Linked DNA regions of Sus scrofa: region 1 is linked to region 2. The links are chromatin contacts, called in public Hi-C maps. All regions are on one chromosome and are shown on one strand. Each heading gives the region's core, a stretch centred on a gene start, on an enhancer-like site or on the middle of the called end of the contact. The rest is flanking DNA. Distances are from core to core; before and after follow the strand shown.

Evidence for each region. Hi-C and Micro-C count contacts between places; a contact is called where the count stands out from the background.
Region 1: a contact with region 2 is called in a Hi-C map of liver, with 10 times the contacts expected there. The contact joins two enhancer-like sites. A contact is called at or near these places in 4 of 47 Hi-C or Micro-C datasets (embryonic fibroblasts, liver and skeletal muscle).

What each region holds. Positions count from the first base shown.
Region 1 is chr13:100,498,450-100,503,026 of Sscrofa11.1, reverse strand. The region is part of intron 1 of PPM1L (protein phosphatase 1L); the gene reads right to left. Among named protein-coding and RNA genes, the nearest start is that of PPM1L, 58 kb to the right of the region's middle. Within about 2 kb of position 2,261, at least 8 of the 83 cell types and tissues checked have an H3K27ac peak or open chromatin away from gene starts, as enhancers often do. A contact at or near this core is called in liver, where this site is marked.
Region 2 is chr13:100,389,112-100,393,470 of Sscrofa11.1, reverse strand. No RefSeq gene overlaps it. Among named protein-coding and RNA genes, the nearest start is that of ARL14, 43 kb to the right of the region's middle. Within about 2 kb of position 2,245, at least 6 of the 83 cell types and tissues checked have an H3K27ac peak or open chromatin away from gene starts, as enhancers often do. A contact at or near this core is called in liver, where this site is marked.

The sequences.
Region 1 (4,577 bases), core at 1,012-3,511, 110 kb before region 2:
AGGCCCTTAAAAAAAAAAAAAAAAAAAAAAAAAAAAAAAGACAAAGAAAAAATATCACTACCTAAAAGTCTTTATAAACAGGAAATGATTCTTTAGACATAAATCTCTAAAACTCCTTTAACTTTAAAGCAAATGCCTACTACTTCATTATCAGTGGAAATAAGTTACTATCCACAAAAAAGTGTCCATACAGAAATTTTTTCCCCTCAGTCTTTTTGTCTCCAAAATAAAAACATCCCAATTCATAAATCTTTCCTCAATTCTTTCATTATTTTCTTTTTTCTTTTCTTTTTTTCCCTGAGCCCTCTCCAAACTAATTATGAGCTCAGGACTGATCATTTCATTATCAGGCAATATAGCTGGTGACAGCTTTCACCAAGTTAAAATGGGTTTATTTCAAGTATGTTTTCCACATGACACCAGCTAATATTTTGTTTCTATCTATTTTCCAACTAGATTTCCCAATATAAAACAATTTAGAATATGCAGAAAAGAGAAGCAGTTGGTGTCAGAAATTCAACAAATACCTAAGCTAATTTATATGGTGACTGAAATATAATCCACCTGAATTTTACATCAAAATGCAGCAAGGTGGAAAATGGCACATGGCTACACAACATAAACTACCCAAATTATAAAAAGCTGTTAATGTACTGCAGTGATAATGCTGATTAGCTATTTGTCACTATTATAGTCTGCAGAAGTACTCCACTGTTGGAAGAGAAACTGATTTTTTGAAGATAGGCTCCTATTTGTTTAAACACTTATGTGCTACTAAAGTTAAAGAAAAATGTTTGTTGCAGGTGGACTTGCCTAAAGTCATCACGATATGCTCCAATCTAAAACTAAAATCATGGCAGATTGCTTTTCTTTTGATTACCTTTGTCTCATGAATTAGACCAGCTTCTCCCAACTGTTGGCTGCACACTGGATCACCTGAGGTGATTTAAAAACTACTTGTTCCTGGGCCCCACCCCCAAAGATTCAAATGTAACTGACCCCTCTTGTATTCATATCCAGGCTGGCATGTGGGCAGTCTTTAGAGCTCTCCAGGTGATTCTAATATGTAGCTCTGGGAGAGAACCCCTGCCCTAGATAATATTAAACATATCAATTAAAAGTAATGTATTACAAGTTTACTATGTCCCAAGAATTGTGAGTTACTGATTAAAAGGAAAAGTGTAGGACAAACCCTGCCCTCAAGACTAATCCAGTCTAAGGGGAAAAAGACTTAACTCCACAGTTACCATGGAGCAGAGAGCAGTGAAGAGGCCCAGCAGTGGGAGTGGTGTCAAAGGTGGCTTCTCCAACACCATGATCAAGCTGGGTAGGCCAGGAGAAGGTAGGGAAGGGCATCTCAGGAAGAGGGACCAGAATGTGCAAAGGCCCAGAAGTTGGAGAGTGGCTCCTTCCTTAGAGCTCTGCGTGTTGTTTTTTTTTTTTTACCAGTGAGGCAGAGCATGGATGTGAATACAAGAGGAATGAGGCTGGAGGTGTTTCCAGGCTTCCAAGAGGACCCAAACTGGTAACGTAAATGGACAAAGTAGTCTGAGTGTATGGCAACAGCTGGTGTGGTGGACTGCCCAACCCAAAGCAGGGTGGAGGGTGGGGGGTGGCTGTTGCTTCCTAGCTCCAGCCATTGAGAGAATAAAGGCTAAATATTGACACATCTTCCAGATTCTCAAAAGATGCCAAAAATCTGGTCCTTAATGTGAAATTCACAGGTTTTAAGACAGAGCAGAAGAAATAAACACGTCTGCAAGCCAGATACTGCCCAGAGCGCTCTAGGTATGGGCCACACCTTTTCACTACATTATAGAAAATTACTTAAAGGATTGTAAAGGGGTGAAGACAGCAGTATCCAATTTAGATTCAATTACACCTTAAATGTAAAACTGAACTGCAGTATTGCAGACAGCAATCTGATAAACCCAATTGTATAAAGCTTTCCCCCATAGTAATGCTAGTCAAGGTGCCACTGTTCTGAAATTACCCCCCTACTTTTTCATTTTCCAGATTCAATACAGGATCTTCTTACTTTTCACCTTAGGGAGAAAAAAAAGAATCTGATCGATATTAAGATGCAGGTAAAGACCACACTTATTAGGATTCAAGGTGATGTAAATTATAGTCAATCTGAATTACTATGCAGCTGGAGTACAGAGGTGGTAATCAAAAATCACAGATGATCCGCCAGGCTGGGCTGGGGCTCTAGGCCCTGGGCAGTGATCCTCTGTAGGCTGGGAATACAGCCAGCTGTCCAAGCAGGAGTCTGATAGGAGGGAGTGGAAAACCCAGATGCCAGGAGAAGGTCACCCAGTCCCCAGAGAGGACTTTGCTTCCTCCATTTGGGCTCCACCTCGACCTCCTCCCCAAGGTTAATTTCCCAAATGTAAGGGGAGAGGCAGATCCCTTATGCAGGACGATTAGCTGTCAAATTCTATAAGGGCCAACTGCAAACAGCACTCTAAGTTAGTACCCATGTAAAGTCACCAGGCGAAGCTCCACGCATGGTAAATAGAGCACTCATAGAAAATTCTCAAAAAAATCTATAAAAAGGCACTTGGCTTGAATTTCCAAAGGTATATTTCACAAACACAGTTGTCTATAAAGAAAATTAGCAAGTGAGAACATTTGTATGGTCTTATGGATTTCATTAGGGAAAACAATCCTAAATGCAAAACTGGGCAGTGGTAAGGAACACAACACAGACACATGGCTACAACTGATTCCCAAATCAAACAAATGGACAGAAGTATTGTCCAAAGACAGACAGTTTATCTAGCAAAATGCTAACTGCTTGATTTTTTTTCCTTCAGGTTTTAACAAAAAGAAAACATATCATTACCATGTCTGGTAAAATGCCTGTAATCTTTGCATGTCATTTCTAATTTTAGATATGGAAATGGGATTCTCTCAGGCATTCTGATTTCCAAAGAGAAGTTGTTGAACTGCAAGAAATTAGAATCTCCGAAAGCTTGGAAATTACACAGTAACAATGGTCCTTGCTTTCACAAGGAAGAGGCTGTTTAAAGTTAAAATACATTTAATAATCTCTACACTAAGTCTCTCAAATATTTTTTAAAGATTAAATATTACCTAAACTTGTAAAATATCTCTAAAGGCAGAGAAGGAAAAATAGCTTTGAGTGTGAAGACTCAAAACAATTTGAAGAACTGCTCTCTATCCATCAACTGCCATGCACTTTAATTGCAATTAAACAGCTTAAATAAAGAAATAATAGCAATAAAATCCTTGGAAGAGTCTCTTTTCAGCAAGGAAGAAAACAGTCACCTTAATGAAGCCATAAAGCACATTAGGATGTATTATACTTTAGAATGTATCAATAACACGAACACTTTAAGTCCTATCTAAACACACCTGAAGTACTATTTTAATTTTCTTATTGACAGAGAAATTGATATTTGTGCAAAAATCACCAGAGGTTTCTTTAAAATACATCACAAGTTCTTAATGTATGAAGCTGCTATTCAAAGAGAATGTAACTTTGATTAAACAAATCATCAGATGCTGAAATGGGGATGGTCCTGCCAAGGAGAGAGGCCTAAATTAATGACACCACATAGGGTAGAAGGAAAATGGACGACTGATATATTTGACAGCCTACTGGGGGAAAAAAACGACAAACACGCCTCTTTCTACTACTCAGGGGTTACTTCTGAGAGCACCCTAAATTTCCCCTATGCATATTTTACACTCAAGTGTTAAGTTATCCCCAGGTTTCACTTTAATGCTGCAGCCAGACCAGCTGACCAGCCCTATTTCTTCCATTTTTACCTGTTAGGGCTTAATGGAAACTAGGAGTCTTGCAGCTAATCCATGGGAGGATTTTGCCATACTCTTTAACAGAATCGGGGTTCTACCTCCAAAGGGCTTGTACAACCACACCAGTGGTATGAGTAGTGCACATGTTTACATCCATATGTATGTTTTCCTAAAGGCACCTGCCACTCACTTGTCCTTCCCCAGGAATACTGAGGACTGAACAAGAACAGGGCTCAGGAAACATTCACGCTTTTCCCAAGACCCAGTTGCCAATCTTTTAAAATGAAAGACTTCAAACACAGCGTGGACTGCTCACCTGTACAGGATCACATCAGCATCTTTCAACCTCATTTCTGAATTCTGGCTTATAGATTCCTAGTCACTTGCTCAGATGGGTGGTGTGCCCCAGCCTGGTCACATGATGACTGCATCCGTCTCTCCTAATCACATGACCAAGCATGACCACAGACCCCAGAGAACACCTGTGAGATAGGCTGGTCCCTGGGACCCTTTTCTGGAGAGCTTGCACCTGGACAAACATCTCCATGAACAACAGAATACAAATAAACTATAAGGGACTGAAAATAACCACACACAAGAGCAGCTGGGAAAATATCAACAATAAGATACAAAAAGGCCAAAAACCAATTGCCATTTCTGAGGTGCTGAGAGCAAAAGCAGAGTACTGAGCATGATCCCTGCACACAGCACCACCAAGGGGCAGGCAGGCCACCGAAACCACACCTCCTAACCAACCAATCCACGGACCTGCCCCTGCTGTTATCCCTTTT
Region 2 (4,359 bases), core at 996-3,495:
AGCAGAAATACGCAGAACATCGTAAATTAACCACATTTTAATAGAAATAAAAAGGGAAGAAAAAAACTAATTTGGAAAGTTTTTGTTGTTGTTGTTGTTGTTGTTTTGTCTTTTTGCCTTTTCTAGGGCCGCTCCCGCAGCATATGGAGGTTCCCAGGCTAGGGGTCTAATCAGAGCTCTAGCCGCCGGCCTACACCAGAGCCACAGCAATATGGGATCCGAGCCACAACTGCGACCTACACCACAGCTCACGGCAACGCCGGATCCTTAACCCACTGAGCGAGGCCAGGGATGGAACCCGAATCCTCATGGTTCCTAGTTGGATTCCTTAACCACTGAGCCATGACAGGAACTCCTGGAAAGATTTTTTTTTAAACTAAAAACTTAAATATTACTGCTCTCTACAGCCACCAAATGCTCAGAATTGCTACTATCTGCACACGCTGCAAGGCCTCTCTCACACAGGCACCTTGATGGGATGCCACTGACATCCACCCAGATTAGAAATTTGTTGAGGACCCCTCTTGAGTGTCAGGCCAATGGCAAGCAGGAAGAGGCCAACTCCAGACTCTTTCCTCTCATCCAATCAGAGTAGAGCATCTGCTCCCTCCCTGCTCTCTAATAACTCAGCTAGTGCTGGTGTCAATACCAGGAAAGAGCATGGCATGGACAGCGTCCCCAAAGAACTGGTCTCTTGGGCCAGTATCAAAACTCAGACATGGCAGGGTCAGGATAAGGACCCACTTATTAGAACATGAATAAAAGGCAAGGACTTTCTTTCAGAGAACATGAAAGAAATTTATTATTAGAACTAGAGATACAAAATCAAGATGACTTGATGCAAAATAGTCAAGAGAAGTGCCTGGCTCTTGAACTTCCACCTGGCTAAAAACAGGATTTTTCTGCAGCACTTGGGAAAGCAGAAAGCCTATGACACTGCCAAGAGATGCTCACCTGACTAAATGGGTTTAAGGAATTCAAACCCAAGATCTCCTGACTCCAAGGCCTCCTGTAATGAGTTGAATCCTGTCCCGCATAAAGATATGTTCAAGTCCTAGCCCATGACACTGTGAATGTGGTCTTATTTGGGAATAGAGTCTTTGCAGACTTAACTAAGATATAAAGTAAAATGAGAGCCTTCTAGATTATGGAGGGCCCTAATGCAATCACTGGTATCCTAATGAGAAGAGACACAGAGATACACACACACCTGGAGGGAAAACAATCAAGTGAAGAAAGCCCAAAATTGGAATGATGCAACTAAAAGATGAGAACTCCATCAATGGTGGCAACCCCCAGGAGCTAGGAAGCATTCTAGGGGAATTCTAGGAAGCATTCTTCTCTAGAGCCTTCAGAGGAGGCATGTGCCTGCCAACCCCTTGATTTCAGTCTTCCAGTCTCCGGAGCTGTGAGAGAATAAATGTCTGTTTTTTAAGGTGAAACCTTGTGATCATTTGTTACACTAGTCCCAGGAAATGAATACACCTCCCTCCTGGGATGGTATAAGAAATCTCAGGAAATCTACCACTCACCTACTATTTTATTTTATGCAAGTTTCTACCCTTTTTGAAAACTCAATTTGATTCAGCCAAACATTTCTTAACTGCATAGTTAGTGCCTGACCCTGCACATTATATGCTTGCATGATTTTCATGAGGGTGAGAAAGACCAGACACACCAGCTCCTGACTCCATTGAACTTTCAGCCTAGAGAGGAAAAGGCTAGAGGTTAAAGAAGAAATTATAAGAAATAAAAAGGATGACTTCATCTCTTTTCAATGTCATGCTGGGTTATTATTTAATCAGGCCTGTCCAAGGGTTGTTTGATCCCTAGCATGTACCTTTGTTTTACTTTCCAATTTGCTATTTTGTTAGAGCCTCCAAATTATGAAGTTACATATTAATTTGTAGGTTTCTGTCAAGTAACAAAAATTATTCCAAAGGTTATCATTTTATTGCCTTTAGACAATAACAGCCTTTAAAAAGTTCCTTTCCTGGTATGTAACTCTTCTTCTTGAAATGCTCTTGGAAACCAACTTTGATATTTTACTAGTTCCCTCATTTATTATTGAGTTAAATGTATTTTTGGCATACATTCATTATATTTCTGTATGAAATTATGTTTTTAACTTGAAAATTGTACTTTGACATAGAACTATTTTAAAGCTTAAATGATAGAATACGGAAAAGATTAATAGGTTCCTGGGACATGGTATTGAATGAGTGTGAGCTCTCGGTTAGGAACTGAGAAAAGCCTGAACGGGAGAAGCACTCTCTTAGGGACTGTCTCCACTGTCAGGGACCAGTGTACACCAATGTAACTTTGTATGTGCTTCATTCTTTATTCTCTTTCTACCTCCTTATCTTATTCTTGTCTGTTACTAAGGCAGACACCTTAACTGAGAATTTTGTAAGTTGCTTTTGTTTTATTATCATTATTGTTTTATTGTTTTTTGTTTTCTTTTTCTTTTTAGGGCCACACCTATAGCATATGGAAGTTCCCAGGCTAGGGGCTGAATCAGAATCAGAGCCACAACTGCTGGCCTACACCATAGCCATAACACAGCAACAGCAACTTTGGATCTCAGCCACATCTGTGACCTGCACTGCTGCTTGTGGCAACGCTAGATTTAACCCATTGAGTGAGGCCAGGAATGGAACCTGAATCCTCACAGATATTAGCCAGGTTCATAACCCACTGAACCACAATGGGAACTCCTATAAATCCTTAAACTTTACTGAGAAGCTGAAACCTTTAAAGGTATTACCCTTTCCTTCTGCTTGGAGATTGCTCTTGGCCTCCTCTTTCCTGCCTCAGGAATTCACACATGACCCAGCAACCCACCCCCATGGCTTCTTATTGGTTTTTCATGGGGGCCCCTTAATTATAAAAAGTCTGCTTTTATTTAGCATTCTTTTTCTTAATCTCTTGCATGTAGTTTATTTATGCTACAGGGAAAAATTTATGCTAAATCCAGAATTGTTGACAAATTTGAAGACAAGTCTTGGCAGTCTTTGCTGCAGTGCAAAAGTAGTAAAATCCAAGCAAGTTTTCTGTAAGTAAAAAACAAAACGAAACAAAAAACATTCAGGGACAACAATATTCTTGGTTTCTGAGACACTCAGAAATTGTAAGTACTTTCAAAAAAACTAGGTAAGTTACCCTTAACCTCCCTGGGACATCTTTCCCTGAGCTTGTAAAGAACAATTACTCAGGGATTTCCCTGGTGGCCTGGTAGGTAAAGGATCCAATGTTGTCACTGCTATGGCACAGGTTTGATCCCTGGTCCAGGTACTTATGCATACCTCAGGATGGCCAAAAAACAAAACAAAACAAACAAACAAAAGACACCTAGTAACAGTTTTCTAAAAATGATGCTCTTTTTCAAAAGTTAATGACTTGAAATAGTGATGAATTCAGGCATCCACAGGCCAATATAAGAAGCACAAGGTAGGAGCGCCTGCTGTGGTGCAATGGATCAGTGGTAGCATCTTGGAGCTCTGGGACTTGGGTTCAATCCCCAGGCCCAGAGCTGTTGCCGAAACTGTGGCTAGGATCTGATCCCTGGTCCAGGAACTCCATATGGCGTAGGGCAGCCAAAATGGAAGAAAAAAGAAAAAAGAGAAGCATAAGATAAAGTTTTTGCACAGATTAAAGTGGCTGGAGAGAAGTCAGGGAAAGAAGCCAGCTACTGAGAACCTTTTTTTTTTTTTTTTAAACTTTGAGGACAAGAAACAGGGCCAGGTGTAGGGACAGAGGCTGGGGGAGTGATTTTAAGTGAATGAATTACATAGCCAGGTGCTATATGGGCAGGATAATTCATTTGTTTAACATTTGCACAGAAAACAAATTTTCTTTGTTTCAGAATTTAGTAACATGTTTTCCAAATGCTTTTTAAAGTAAAATTTAGTGCCATATCTAATAAAATCAGCGAAAAGTAGATATTTATTTTTTTCCTCTTCCTTACCATCAGTGTATTATTCTATCCTTGATATAGTGATTTTAAAAATAAACTTGATTCTATTCACAAGAACATGTGCGCCCGAGTCCCGGGTGCAAGAAAATTGGACCATGGTAATTGCTGCCACCTTGTGGGAGAGTGAAAGAAATTCAAGATACTGTTATCTCCCTATACTCTTCAGCACCCTCTGATTCAAACATCCACCCTTTTCTTCAACATTTACTCTATGCCAGGCCTTGGCTGATCTCTAGAAATAACAGACAAGTAAGACACAGCTGCGTCCTCAAGGTATGCAGTATGCAGAACGAAGTTGTCCTGACACAATATATTATTAAATATTGTCCCAGGAGAGAGTACCCTTCTTGGATGCGGGTAGTGGAGGAACCCAAGAGACCTTC